Regions from separate parts of the Triticum aestivum genome. Here region 1 is linked to region 2. A link is a contact called in public Hi-C data. All regions are on one chromosome and are shown on one strand. The core of a region is the stretch at or near the end of the contact, and the rest is flanking DNA. Distances in the headings are between cores, read along the strand shown. Region 1 has its middle 25 kb from the start of LOC123044150. Region 2 holds the start of LOC123044143 (heavy metal-associated isoprenylated plant protein 3).

Region 1 (6,059 bases), core at 2,716-5,215, 330 kb after region 2:
CAGTCAGCACAGGCGATGACGAGCCTGAGCCAGGTGACGTCGGGCTGCATGGCGAAGGAACCAGCCCTGGCGAGCCTGGCCCAGGCGAGGTAGGTGTGGCGAGCCAAAGAGGCGAGGATAGCATGGCAGGCCGAAGGGGCGACAAGGCCGGCGTGGCGGGCCGAAGTGGCGAGGCTGGCCCAGAGGCCAGGGGCACCGAGGCGGGTGGCGTTGCTAGGGTGTCGGTCAGACGTGCATGGGCACGAGAGCTGAGGCCATGCAGGGGCTCAGCATGATCGACGTGAGCCGCTGGTGATGCTGACGAAGGAGGCGGCGGCGCCTCTAAAATTTCCAAATGAGCCCCACGTCCAGTGCCTGCACCATGGTTTGGCAACAATACATGAGAGTATGCAACATCATCAAATTGGTCAGAGGCAATGGAGAATGAATGCATGGATGGTGGTTCAACAGTGGACACAGGAAGTTTGGCAAAGGGAAAAACATGCTCATCAAACACGACATCCCGAGATATATAGACTCAATTAGTGGGAACATGAAGACATTTGTAACCTTTATGAAGGGAGCTATAGCCAAGAAAGACACGCTTTTTGATCGAAACTCCAGCTTGCGTTTGTTATATGGACGGAGGTGCGGCCAACAAGCACACCCAAAAACCTTGAAAAGGTGTAATCAGGTTGTTCATTAAGGGGGCATTCAATGGGAGTCTTCATGTTCAAAACAAGGGTGGGAGTACGATTTATAAGAAAACATGCAGTGGTGAAAGCATCACTCCAAAACCGAAAAGGAACCAATGCATGGGCCAAAAGAGTAAGACCAGTTTCGACGATATGATGATGCTTATGTTCCACAGAACCGTTCTGCTGATGTGTATGTGGACATGCTAAACGGTGAGCGATCCCAAACGACTGAAAGAAGGAGTTGAGGTTGCGATACTCGCCCCCCCCCCCAGTCTGACTGAACATGAACAATTTTATGCTTGAGAAGGCGTTCAACATGTTTTTGAAACTGAACAAAGATATCGAACACATCAGATTTATGCTTAATAAGATAAAGCCAAGTAAAGTGGTTGTAAGCATCAACGAAACTGGTATAATAATTATGACCACTAAGAGAAGTCTGAGCAGGACCCCATACATCTGAAAACACAAGTTCTATAGGATGTTTCACCTCAAGACTAGACTCTGAAAAAGGAAGTTGATGACTCTTCCCTTGCTGACAAGCATCACACACTGCTACATCTTTATTACTAGACATGCTAGGAAGCTCATGACGACGCAAAACATGACGAATGATAGGTGTGGCTGGATGACCAAGACGAGCATGCCACTATGATGGAGAGACCCGAACTCCACTAAAAACACGAGCGACGCCAGGATGCTCCAAACGATAGAGGCCCTGACATAGACGCTCGCTTAGAAGAATGTCCCTCATGCCCCGATCCTTAATAAAAGGATCAAAGGGATGAAATTCACAAAGCACATTATTATCACGTGTGAGTTTAGGAACTGAAAGAAGATTACGTGACACAGATGGAACTCTAAGAACATTGCAAAGCTGAAGACTCCTATTTGCATGCCATGATAGGAGTGATGCTTTCACCACCAAGTGAGATATATGCATACCTGCTCCATTGGCGGTGTGGATCTTGTCAGAGCCATGATAGGGTTCATGTGTATGAAGCTTCCCCATCTCACTCGTGAGATGCTCCGTTGCTCCAGAATCCATATACCAGTGTGGGTCGATGGAGTAGGAGTGAGTGTGCCCTTGTTGCTTTGTCGACGCCGGGCGGTCTGCCATGGCAACCTGGCGCGCAAAATTGTGCGTGTCCTTGCCATCATTGTCGAGGCCAAGAAAGCTCTTCTGGAAGCGTTTATGACACTTAGAGGCCTAGTTCCCCTCAATGCCACAAAGTTGGCACACACGCCTACCACCAGCCCCCGGTAAGGTTGCGGACGGAGGGGGCAAAGGCGGGTGGCGGTGACGGCCCCGAAGGAGCTTTGGACGACGAGGGGTGGCGGCCACCCTTGGTGGCGGCGTTGGCCGAGAGAGACCCTTCGCTACTCTTGGCGCGGCGCGACTCGACTCGCTGCTTAGTAAGGAGAAGTCGGGAGAAGACCTCATGCGCCATCATGGGGGTCGAGTTGCCCCACTCGTTGATAATCTCGACCAAGGCATCATACTCCTCGTCAAGGCCGTTGACAATGAAGGAATTGAACTCGGAGTCGGTGAGCGGTTGTCCGATGGAGGCCAACATGTCGGCAAGGCCCTTGACCTTATTGTAGAACTCGGTGGCCGTGGAGTCAAGCTTCTCACACTCGCCAAGTTAACGACGGAGCGCGGAGACACGGGCCTATGACTGCTCCGCGAACGAGCGCTCGAGGATGGTCCATGCCTCATGAGACGTCTTGGCGAAGACAACGAGTCCGGAAACAGTCATGGTGAGGTTCGTCTGATCCTGACCTGTCCAAACACGGTGTGCCGGATTGTAGACCGGGCCGTGCATGCTATCTACCAGCGAAGGAGGACAAGGGAGGGAACCGTCGACGTAGCCAAGCAGGTAGTGGCTCTCAAGGAGCGGAAGGACCTGCGCACGCCAGAAGATGTAGTTGTCCGACGACAACTTGATGGTGATGAGATTGCCGAAGTGAAACGGCGGCAGCGGGAGCGAGCCCGTGGAGCAGGCTGCCTGAGGCGAATACGCCGTCGAGGCAGGGGGCACCGTCATGGAAGCGGCAAGGGGAGCTGATGCCGCAGGAGCGGAGAGCACCGGTGTCGGGCCCGAGGCAGAGAGCCCGGCCATCCAGTCCGAGCGGGCTCCACCACTGGAGGAGGCGGGACGACGGCGGCGTGAGAGGCGGGCGATGAGGCGGCGGTGTCAACCGTCAGCGTGTTCCCGGGCGATGAGGCGGCCAGAGTGGCGAAGAGGGAGCCGGCGCTCCTGGTCCCGATCGGCAATTGGACCGCGACAGCATCGAGCGGCCGGGAACGAAGAGCCGCGAGAGAGGCTGGTAGAAATCCGACGGTGGTGGAGCCGGAGGCGGCAGCGCTCGTCATGGCGACGGAGATGCGATCGAAAGTGGGGGCGGCGGCGGCGGCGGTGTCGGTGTAGGGTTTTAGGGCGGAAGCGAGTTTTGACCTAGTCTGATACCATGTGAAACAATAGGTTTGGAGGAACCGGCACAACCCTCTAGGGATGGCCTATCACATATATATAATGAGTGGGTACAATGTTACATCATACGTACACATATACATGAGCTATACAGTCTAACAACTGTTGATGCTCTGTTTATGCTGTGCTCTGCTTATGATGTGTGGTACATGGTTGTGCCGAAGTGTGCTGGTAACCTCACCAACTAGTGAAAGAGGTTACCGCACGCCAAACGTTGCATACAACCAAACACCATGCCTTAAGTTTGTCCACTAACATGCAGCCAACCAAACATCAGGCAGTGTGGTTCAGCCCATGTAGGCAAGAGAGCATGCAGGTAACAAAACAACTTGCAGATATGTCAAAAACCTTGTAATTTTTTTTTACAGATGTCGCATATGAGACTGTTTTTTTAGAGCCAGACTGGGTTGAGACGTGTATGCAATACATTTACTGTTCACTACTGTAACCAAACACGCTCTAAATTGACAAGAAAAATAGGTCCCCGTTGAGCTGGATGATACAAACCGTGGAAACTCCCGTGAAAAGAAGCAGAAGGACATGACTCCTTTCACGCAGAAAAAGACGTCCCGTTTTTACTCCTTTGTTTCGCGTCCCCTCGTCAGTTCCCTCTGCCAAAATCCTCTCCTTTTCCGGCATTCCCTTTACCTTTTTCCTTTACCCGTGCGTACGACGCACCCCATTTCTCATCCTCATGATGATGAAAGCATGGGGATCCCCTACACTGCACTGACCAGGGAATCTACGAAAAGGACACGAGGGAAGCAGACAACACAACTTCGCTTGGACTGTTGCTGCTCGTGCGTGCAATGGGGCAGTGGTACACTGGGACTCGACTTTCTCACATGCGTGGCCTTCTTTAGTTGTTGCCACTTCAAGGAAACCTCCGCGTGAGGTGGGGGTGCATGGAGACAAGCAGTATCAGCCTTTCCATTATTCCTTCCCCCTTCCCGGTGCTCTCCCCTGCGCCTGCCTCTGTGCCCGTGCCCGTGCCCGTGCCGTGGCATTCTCCCACTCTGGTGCAGGGTCTGGTGGTCAGTGCTTTCCATTGCAAGCCATCATATTCATCACCGCCCGCCAGCTGAAGGTGGTTTGGATTCGCATGATCGCATCACCATCACCTGCAGTCTTTGCGCAGGACGCACCTTGCTATGCTATGGAGCTCTGTCTTATCTCACAAGCAGCGGGTCAACTATGATCCCAGTACTGTTTCTAGTTCTACTGGTAGTACTTGCTACGGCAGCATTTCCTACGTATCGTTGTTTGGCTTGATGTGTTTTGATCGCGCGCTTTGCCGCACTGTTCTTTGTTTATGGGTTATGGACTTTAACTATGTTATTATACAGTATGATTTTAGTGTTTTTCTTTATGGTGGTGTCTACTCAGTTTTTGTTGGAGGTGTTTTAGACTTATAATTCTATATGAGTTTTGAGTTTGCTAACCACATGTCCCATGTGGTGGAGGTTTTTAGACTTGAGGAGGCATCGTTGGTTACACATGACACGTATTTTAGGGAAAATTCACACACATACTAACTACTAACCACAGAGCAGTTAGCCACGCATCAAACAGAGCACGTTAAGTTATATTCCCTTCTTCCCGGTTTATAGGGTTTATCTTAATTTTTTTGTTTTTTCTATTTAAAGGGCTCATCTCCATCTCTATATTGAGATTCAGAGCCACATTAAGTATATGCATGCAAGAATTAAAAAGGGAGTCATCAATGCATGTAATGTTCTTATTCATCTAGGGGTCAAGCATGCATGCACCGCAATTAATCCAAATTAATGCATCAGTTTAATTTGGGTAGTTTTGTAAAGTACGAGATACATTCCTCCACTCAACATCTGCCTTGGTCTGATGACATTTCAGATTTGAGCCCTATAAACCGAAAAGAAGGGAGTAGGACGTTTAGAGTGTCTGGAAACACTGCCACCCGCTATCTTTATTGAGACGGCCAATTAGCGTAGGTTGGGCAATTTTGTCAAAAAGAAAAGGCGTAGGTTGAGCAATTTTTTATTTCTTTTCATTTGTGTTGATTTTTTATTCACCTTTTTCAAAAAATAACTAATGTTTCTGTAACTGTAAATAGTACATTGCAGATACTATCCATGATACTTAAAAAATTGTTTACATAGTACACGTTAAAAATATGATAGTGCGCTTTAAAGCTTGCTCGTACTATTTTAAAAAGTATGCACATATTTAAAAACTATATTTGCACATTTTAAAAAATGTCCATAAAATTTAAAAGAAATGTTGATGAAACTTTAAAAAGTTTCCACACTTTTTAAAATGTTTATATAGTTCAAAACATCTTCATATATTTCATACAAAAGTGTTCACCCATTTAAAAATATATTCACACAAAAAATTATGTATTTACAAAAATTGTTTACCCATTTAAAAAATATATTCATACAAAGAATTCATGTATTTACAAAAAAAAACACATATTTGGAAAAAAAGTTCATGAATTTTAAGAAGTGTTCATGAGATTTTTATAAACGTTTATGCAATTTTGTAAAGGAAATATTCCACTGTTTGTTGAAAAATGGACCGTGTAAATATATGTAAAAAAGGGGGAACATGAAAAAGTTATTTTAGATGAAAAAGTTACTGTCTAAATATGAGTACGTAGTTAACAATTATTCATAAAATGGAAAAAAGGGAAACTCAACAAGTCTACGAAAAGGAAAACACTAGAAATATAATAAAGTAAAATAATATCTCATGGATGAATGTAGAGAGAGAGATGACGAACCTTGGTGTTTCTCGGTTGGACCGTTTTTCTCCTGTTTGGTTTGTTTCATGTTGGATGGGTAATCATTCTTCACTTTGATGGTGGAGTTTAACTTTTTTACGAGTGAAAGGTAGAGTTTAGGTG
Region 2 (6,321 bases), core at 674-3,173:
AAAAGCATATCTACTACATACATACACAGACATAGTTCACAATTAATAGAGCCATACACTACACAATCATCATGCCCAAAAGGTCAGCATTACCCACTAGTCTCATATTCATTTTCTTCACTTCTCTAAGATGGCCTGGATCCCCTTGATCTTCTCCTTCAGCTTCTCCTCTGCCTTCATCAGCTCAGCAATCTGAAGCTTCAACTCTAGCTTCTCTTGGGTGAGCTTCTCCTCAGACTTTGTGAGCTCTGCATTCTTCAACTCCAAGTTCATCTTATCTTCACTAAACAATTGCTTGTCTTTAATATGCTTCAACTTCAAGTTCTGGATGACTGTTGCTTGTGCTCTTGTCAGGTTCAGTAGCACTTCATAATTCTGCTTAAGCTTCTCAAACTCTGCATCTTTCTTTGCCATCTGTGCCTTCATATCAGCCAGCAGTTCACTTCTGCATTGCTGCTGATATGTAAGGTTATCCTGCAGATATCTGAAATCCACCACCCTGTCCTCCTGGAAGCTCATAAGTTCATGCACATCTTGGACTAACTTGTCATAGTTGGCCTCCAGCTTGTTCTTCTCTTCTGTCAGATGGTGGATAGTGAAAGAACTTTCAAGATTATCATTCACCCTAGCACTCTTGCTATCTTCAACCATGGCCCACAGCTTCAACAATGCATTTTGCATTGTTGGGGGCCACTGGTGATCAACCCATTCGACAAACCCACAATTCTGCCCTTCCTGCAAAAAGGCAAAAAGATAAAAAAAATAAACATGTTACTTCAGAAGCACAGGTAAATAACTAGTGCAAAGCAATAACATTGTACATTGGTAATAATAGCACCACTAAGCTACACTAGTAATTGAGATGTACCTACCCACTAAATAACAGCATGACAAATTACAGCACCACTCAGCTACAACTTTGAACTAGATTTTGCTAATCGCTTCAAAACAAGAGAGAGCAATCTCTAACTGCAAATTTGGTGAACTGCCAAAGCATATGCAGTACATACTATCCACCTAGATACTGTCAAACCAACAATAATATGACACTATCAACCTATATATGAATATGCCCTTAATAATCAGGCCTTGTACTCATGTTCACTCATGTTCAATATGGCACTGTCAAACCAACAATAATATGACACTATCAACCTATATATAATATCCCACTATCAGCATAGAATTCATACCGGCTCTGCACATGCTAGGAACCTTCTCCCTGTGTCTATTCCTTCAAATGCGACAAGCCTCTCAGATGCCTTGCCGTGCTTCTCACATGGCGACATCGTTTCCAGCTCAAGCCCCTGGTAATCTGGATCTTCAACGCTGAAAGGGACCTGCCGAAGCTCGTACAATCAAAATGCCCAAATCAAAACCCAGCGAAATCAACCAAATCAAAAAGCCCCAAATCTGAAACCCTAACCCTAGACCTAGCTCAAGGAAAATCACCTGGTTAAGCCCGTCCGTGGATGAGGTCGAGTGCATGTACGGCAGGCTGGACGTGTCCTCACTGCTTTCGTCTTCGAAAACCATGGCGGGCGGCGGCGCTCCGCTCCGGCAAAGCTGCCGGCGGTGACGAGGGCGACGAGAGAGGAGCAAGGAGGGAGGCAGGAGCGAGGAGGAACAGAGTGGAGCACGGGCCGGTCCGGTTCGAGCCGGACCACACCTATTGAGCGAGCGGGCGAGTGCCGATTCGCCAGCGTGGCGTCTGACGCGCGGGCCCGGGCGGTTAGTTCCAGCGTCAATACGTACAAATACGAAGTTTAGCCCGATTTGCAACGGTTCGGTCCAAACGTGGTACTGACACGTAAAAATTTTTAAAACGAGTACCAATTCGCCACCACGGCCCCAATTGTGGTACTATCGTCTAATTAACTCTGTTCTAGTTGTACGGTACTCTCCTTCCTTCCTATTTAACACCGCGCCCGCCCCACCTCTCCTGCCCCTTCATTCCAAGCACCACGTGCTCCTCTCCTCCAACCCACGCCCACGCCCACGCACTACCTCCCTCCCTCCCTCCCCCGGAGCTCCGCCAAGCCACCGCACCGCCATGGGCGAGGACAAGAAGGAGAAGCCGGGCAAGGCTGACGGCGGCGACCACAAGAAGGACGCCGCGGCGCCGCGCCAGCCCATCGTGCTCAAGGTCGACTTGCATTGCGCCGGCTGCGCCACCAAGGTTAAGCGGGCCATCAAGAACGCCCCTGGTACGCCTGCTTCTTTCTTTCATCTCCTTACGGTTCCCTTCTCTGTAGGACTAGTGTAATTTCTGACCGTTTGCCTTAATTTGGTTCTCTGCAGGCGTGGAGTCGGTTAAGACTGAGACGGCGGCAAACAAGGTGGTCGTCACCGGCGCGGCGGACGCGGCCGAGATCAAGGAGCGCATCGAGGCCAGGACCAAGAAGCCCGTTCAAATCGTCTCCGCCGGAGCCGCATCGCCCAACAAGGACAACAGGGACAAGGACAAGGACAACAAGGCCGGCGCCGGCGATAAGCCGGAGAAAGAGAAGAGCAAGGCAGCAGACAAGGAGAAGGGCGGTGGCGGTGCCGGTGCTGAGAAAAAAGAGAAAAAGGTGGAAGCCGCCGACAAGCCCAAGGAGGAGGAGAAGAAACCAAAGGAGCCCAAAGAGGTTCGTCCCTGGGCTACTGTAGAATTCAACTCTGTGATATGCAGTTAGTTACTTGCAGGTGTTGTAAATGAAGATTTGGTCTCATATTCATCTTGCCCTTTTTCCTTGATTCCATCAGGAGACCGTGACGCTCAAGATCAGGCTGCACTGCGACGGCTGCATCGACCGCATCAAGCGCCGCGTCAACAAGATCAAAGGTCAGTTTTCTGTTTCTTCCTTTTGGCCGCAGATTCATTCCGACCTGGTACAAGGAATCATTTAGTTGGATCTTGCTGGAAACTGACTGACACCTTCTTCTCTTGTTTTGTTTCTACGCAGGAGTGAAGGAAGTGACGGTGGACGCTGCCAAGGACCTGGTGAAGGTGACTGGCACCATGGACACAGCCGCCCTGCCGGGCTACCTCAGGGACAAGCTCAGTCGGCCGGTGGAGGTGGTCACCCCCGGCAAGAAGGACGGCGACAAGGAAGACGACGGCGAGAAGAAGAAGGACAAGGGCGCTGGCGCTGGCGATGGCGGCGAAAAGAAGGACGGCGGTGGCGGCGGCGAGGACAAGAAGGACAAGTCCGCGGCGTCCGTGGCGCCGATGCCCATGGCGGACCCGAGCATGTACCAGATGCCCCCACAGTACGGCTACATGCCGTACCCCCCGGCGCCCGTCGGCTACTACGGCGCGGCGCCGCCGCCGCCGAACCCCGGCTTCTACCCGAACGCCGGGCCCCAGTACCCGTCGCCCTACGCGACGTACCCCGCCCACGCGCCCCAGATGTTCAGCGACGAGAACCCCAACGCCTGCTCCGTCATGTGAGCTGCCATGCCACGCCACGCCACGAGCCGATGAGCACGACGCCAAGCCCAGAGTCGCCGCAAGCAGTATGAATCAAACCAGAGAAGCACGGCCTGGGTTTGGCGCGCGGTACCATTAGCCTAGCTAGCAGCTGGTAGTTACGTAGCTTAGCGCACCGAGAATTAGCAGACATGTACATGGCGACAGCGATCCCGTCCCGCGATGTAATGTAATGTAATGTTCCACGATCCATCCGATAAATTTTGGCCCTGCACTCGTTAATTATAACAAACAATCGTTGTTGTCATGGCCAGCATGAATCGGTGCTCCATTAACGGTTCCATGAACTGGTGGCGCGTCACTGTTGCCCGTGAGAGCATCTGCTACAGTTTATATGTTAGCTTGTTGGTAAAATATGCCATGTCATCAAACAATATCTTAACATACAACATTTCAAATAGGTTGTATTTAGTATGCCCAATAAGATGTGAGATAATAAATAAGGTGCTCTTTCATTCTACATTGAAGCTTGTGTAATGGGTGTTGGTTTATTACATACAACATTTCTCTCTTTCCTCATTTATTGCATGACACATCATCAAAAATTCTATGTGATAAAGTCTACCAACAACTATCTTATAATCATTGAAGATCCCCTGAGGTCATCGACGTTTTCTTTTTTCTTTTTTGAGGTCATCGACGTTGATCAGTGGCAATGCCATTTTCGTCTTCCGGGGGGTTCGAGACGGCGCCTCTTGCGTCGGCCATCTTTTTGCGGCTCGAAGGGTTTGTTTTATCTCGATGGTTCGGGTCGTCAGTGCGGTGATCGATTAGCGTGAGACGACGACGTCTTGGATGTTTGCTTGCGGCAGTGTCACGGCGTGTGTGTTTATTTATATGCGCTGCTAGTGTGGGATGGTGTGGCTAATTAATCATATCTCTACCCATTGTTTAGCGCTAATCCGTCTTGTCCTGTTCTTGCGTGGTGTCAAGCTACGCAGTGGAGACGTTGGTCTCTTCTCCGTGGAGTTCAGTGACGGGGATGCTCAAGTTATTTTAACCATATAGTATGTGTTTCATCTGACTGACAGCCCGCCACCGTGGAGTATTCTAGTGCTTGTAGGCGGGTTTGCAAGTAGGGATGGTGTTTTTCTATGTGCTGGTTTGCGGCTGCGAGTTTCTGAAACAAGTCCGTGCCTAGGAGCTTCCGAGATTGATGATAGCTCTACAAGTGGCTTACGCCATGTGTAGGAAACCGGTGGACATCAGACACACAATGAGACAACACACGAATAGATTTTATATTTTTTGAAGGAAACACACGAGTAGATTTGGTTCAATCAAACATTGGGTGGTCGATCGTCTGCGATGCTCCAATTCAACTACTCCATGATGCCATTGTCATCCACGTCAGGGATACGTGTGTGAAAGCGCAGGCACTATTAAGCGCCCGTTTGTGTCATTGTCATCCGTGTCCAAAATCAACATAGGAGCAGTACTAGAGATTTGGGAACGCAAACATGGTTTTGGTGATGAGAACCTATGTCGGCACACAGCATCCATGGGCTCAATCGTTCATCGTCGTCGACATGATGAGAATTCTGAGCCCGGGTCACTGTTTGTGCTGACGCCGCGCGCCGTTTGTGGATGGGGTCCGCCCAACCGTTGATGCTGGCTAATCATCCCGTCACCTAATTAATCATGGCAGGTCGGTGACGGTGAGCGAGCTCCTGTGCGGATCTGGGTGTTAATGGGTCTTTTAACCGCGGAACCGGGTGCTAATCAAACAGTGATTTCCGGCACATAGTACTGTGTGTACTTTGTACATCCATCAATTGCGCTAAAATAATGTGAGTTAGTAGCCAAACTAAACAGTGATTTCTGGCGCGTACTGTACTTTGTACGTAGGTGCACATCCATCCATCGCGCGATATAATGTGACAGGGTTCGGTATGGAAGCGTTAGCGTGCTATCTCATCCGCTCGTACACGCCCGCAGTCCCAGCAGCTAGGACTGTTGCGCGGCAGTGCAGTGCTGGGCGCGAGACGCGGCGTGCGGCGCCTCTCGAGGTGCGTGCTGGTGTTTCCGAACGTGTGTTAGGTCACGGTGGCCGGGCTGTCCAGGCCGATCGAGATCTTGCTGCGTGTCCTGCCGCTGATTCCATCCAAGCTGGCAGTCGACACGGACACGGCGACACGCGCATTCTATAGGACATAGGAGCTTTTCTGAAGCTCAAGGCACGCTCACTTTCGCAACGGACGTGATTTTTTTTTTTGAATAAAAAGAAGCGTCTCAGATAAACCTTGGCCGTACCAAGTAGAAATTCACCAAGGGGACCTTGGCCTGGTCCTGCGGTATACAAAAGGGCGCAACCATGCACCAAGGACAAGCGGGAAAAGGTTCAACACAAGTTCCAACCGCCAACACCACCTACTTGGGCTGGCTACTTAATGTGCGTGACACACGGACGGGACGTACTACACCCCTCTGTTTTCTACCCATCTCCGGTGGTACATATACTGAGCTGAACGACGGCAAGGGAAAGTGATTTTTCTTTTTCTTTTAGAAAAAGTTAAACCTTATGACCTGCATCATTGTAATGCACATAACAATACTTATTAATTTTTAAACAAAGTACTCCCTCCGTTCCTAAATATAGGTCTTTTAAGAGATTTCAGCACAAACTACATACGAATGTATATAGACATACTTTAGAGCGTAGATCCACTTATTTTGCTCCGTATATAGTTCATATTAAAATCTTTAAAAAGATTTATATTTAGGAACGGAGGGAGTATAAAACAAGGAAAGCAGAATCGACATATTACAAATCCGCCGCCAAACACTGTCTCCCAACAAATTGAAATTTTGGCTGTCCAAGCTAGCCAACGCCGTCTTCCAGCAAA

What was found. A called contact is a pair of places that touch in the nucleus more often than the background predicts.
Region 1: a contact with region 2 is called in a Hi-C map of leaf, with 3 times the contacts expected there. The contact joins the enhancer-like site here to the promoter of LOC123044143 in region 2. A contact is called at or near these places in 1 of 5 Hi-C or Micro-C datasets (leaf) and 1 of 1 datasets of contacts at active chromatin or transcription factors (leaf).

Annotation. Positions count from the first base shown.
Region 1 is chr1A:239,929,311-239,935,369 of IWGSC CS RefSeq v2.1, forward strand. No RefSeq gene overlaps it. Among protein-coding and RNA genes, the nearest start is that of LOC123044150, 25 kb to the right of the region's middle. Within about 2 kb of position 3,966, at least 4 of the 8 cell types and tissues checked have an H3K27ac peak or open chromatin away from gene starts, as enhancers often do. A contact at or near this core is called in leaf, where this site is marked.
Region 2 is chr1A:239,599,822-239,606,142 of IWGSC CS RefSeq v2.1, forward strand. LOC123044143 (heavy metal-associated isoprenylated plant protein 3) reads left to right here and starts at 1,924. Exons shown (of 4, transcript XM_044466794.1): 1 at 1,924-2,207; 2 at 2,302-2,630; 3 at 2,749-2,827; 4 at 2,949-3,722. The coding sequence starts at 2,054. The coding sequence ends at 3,436.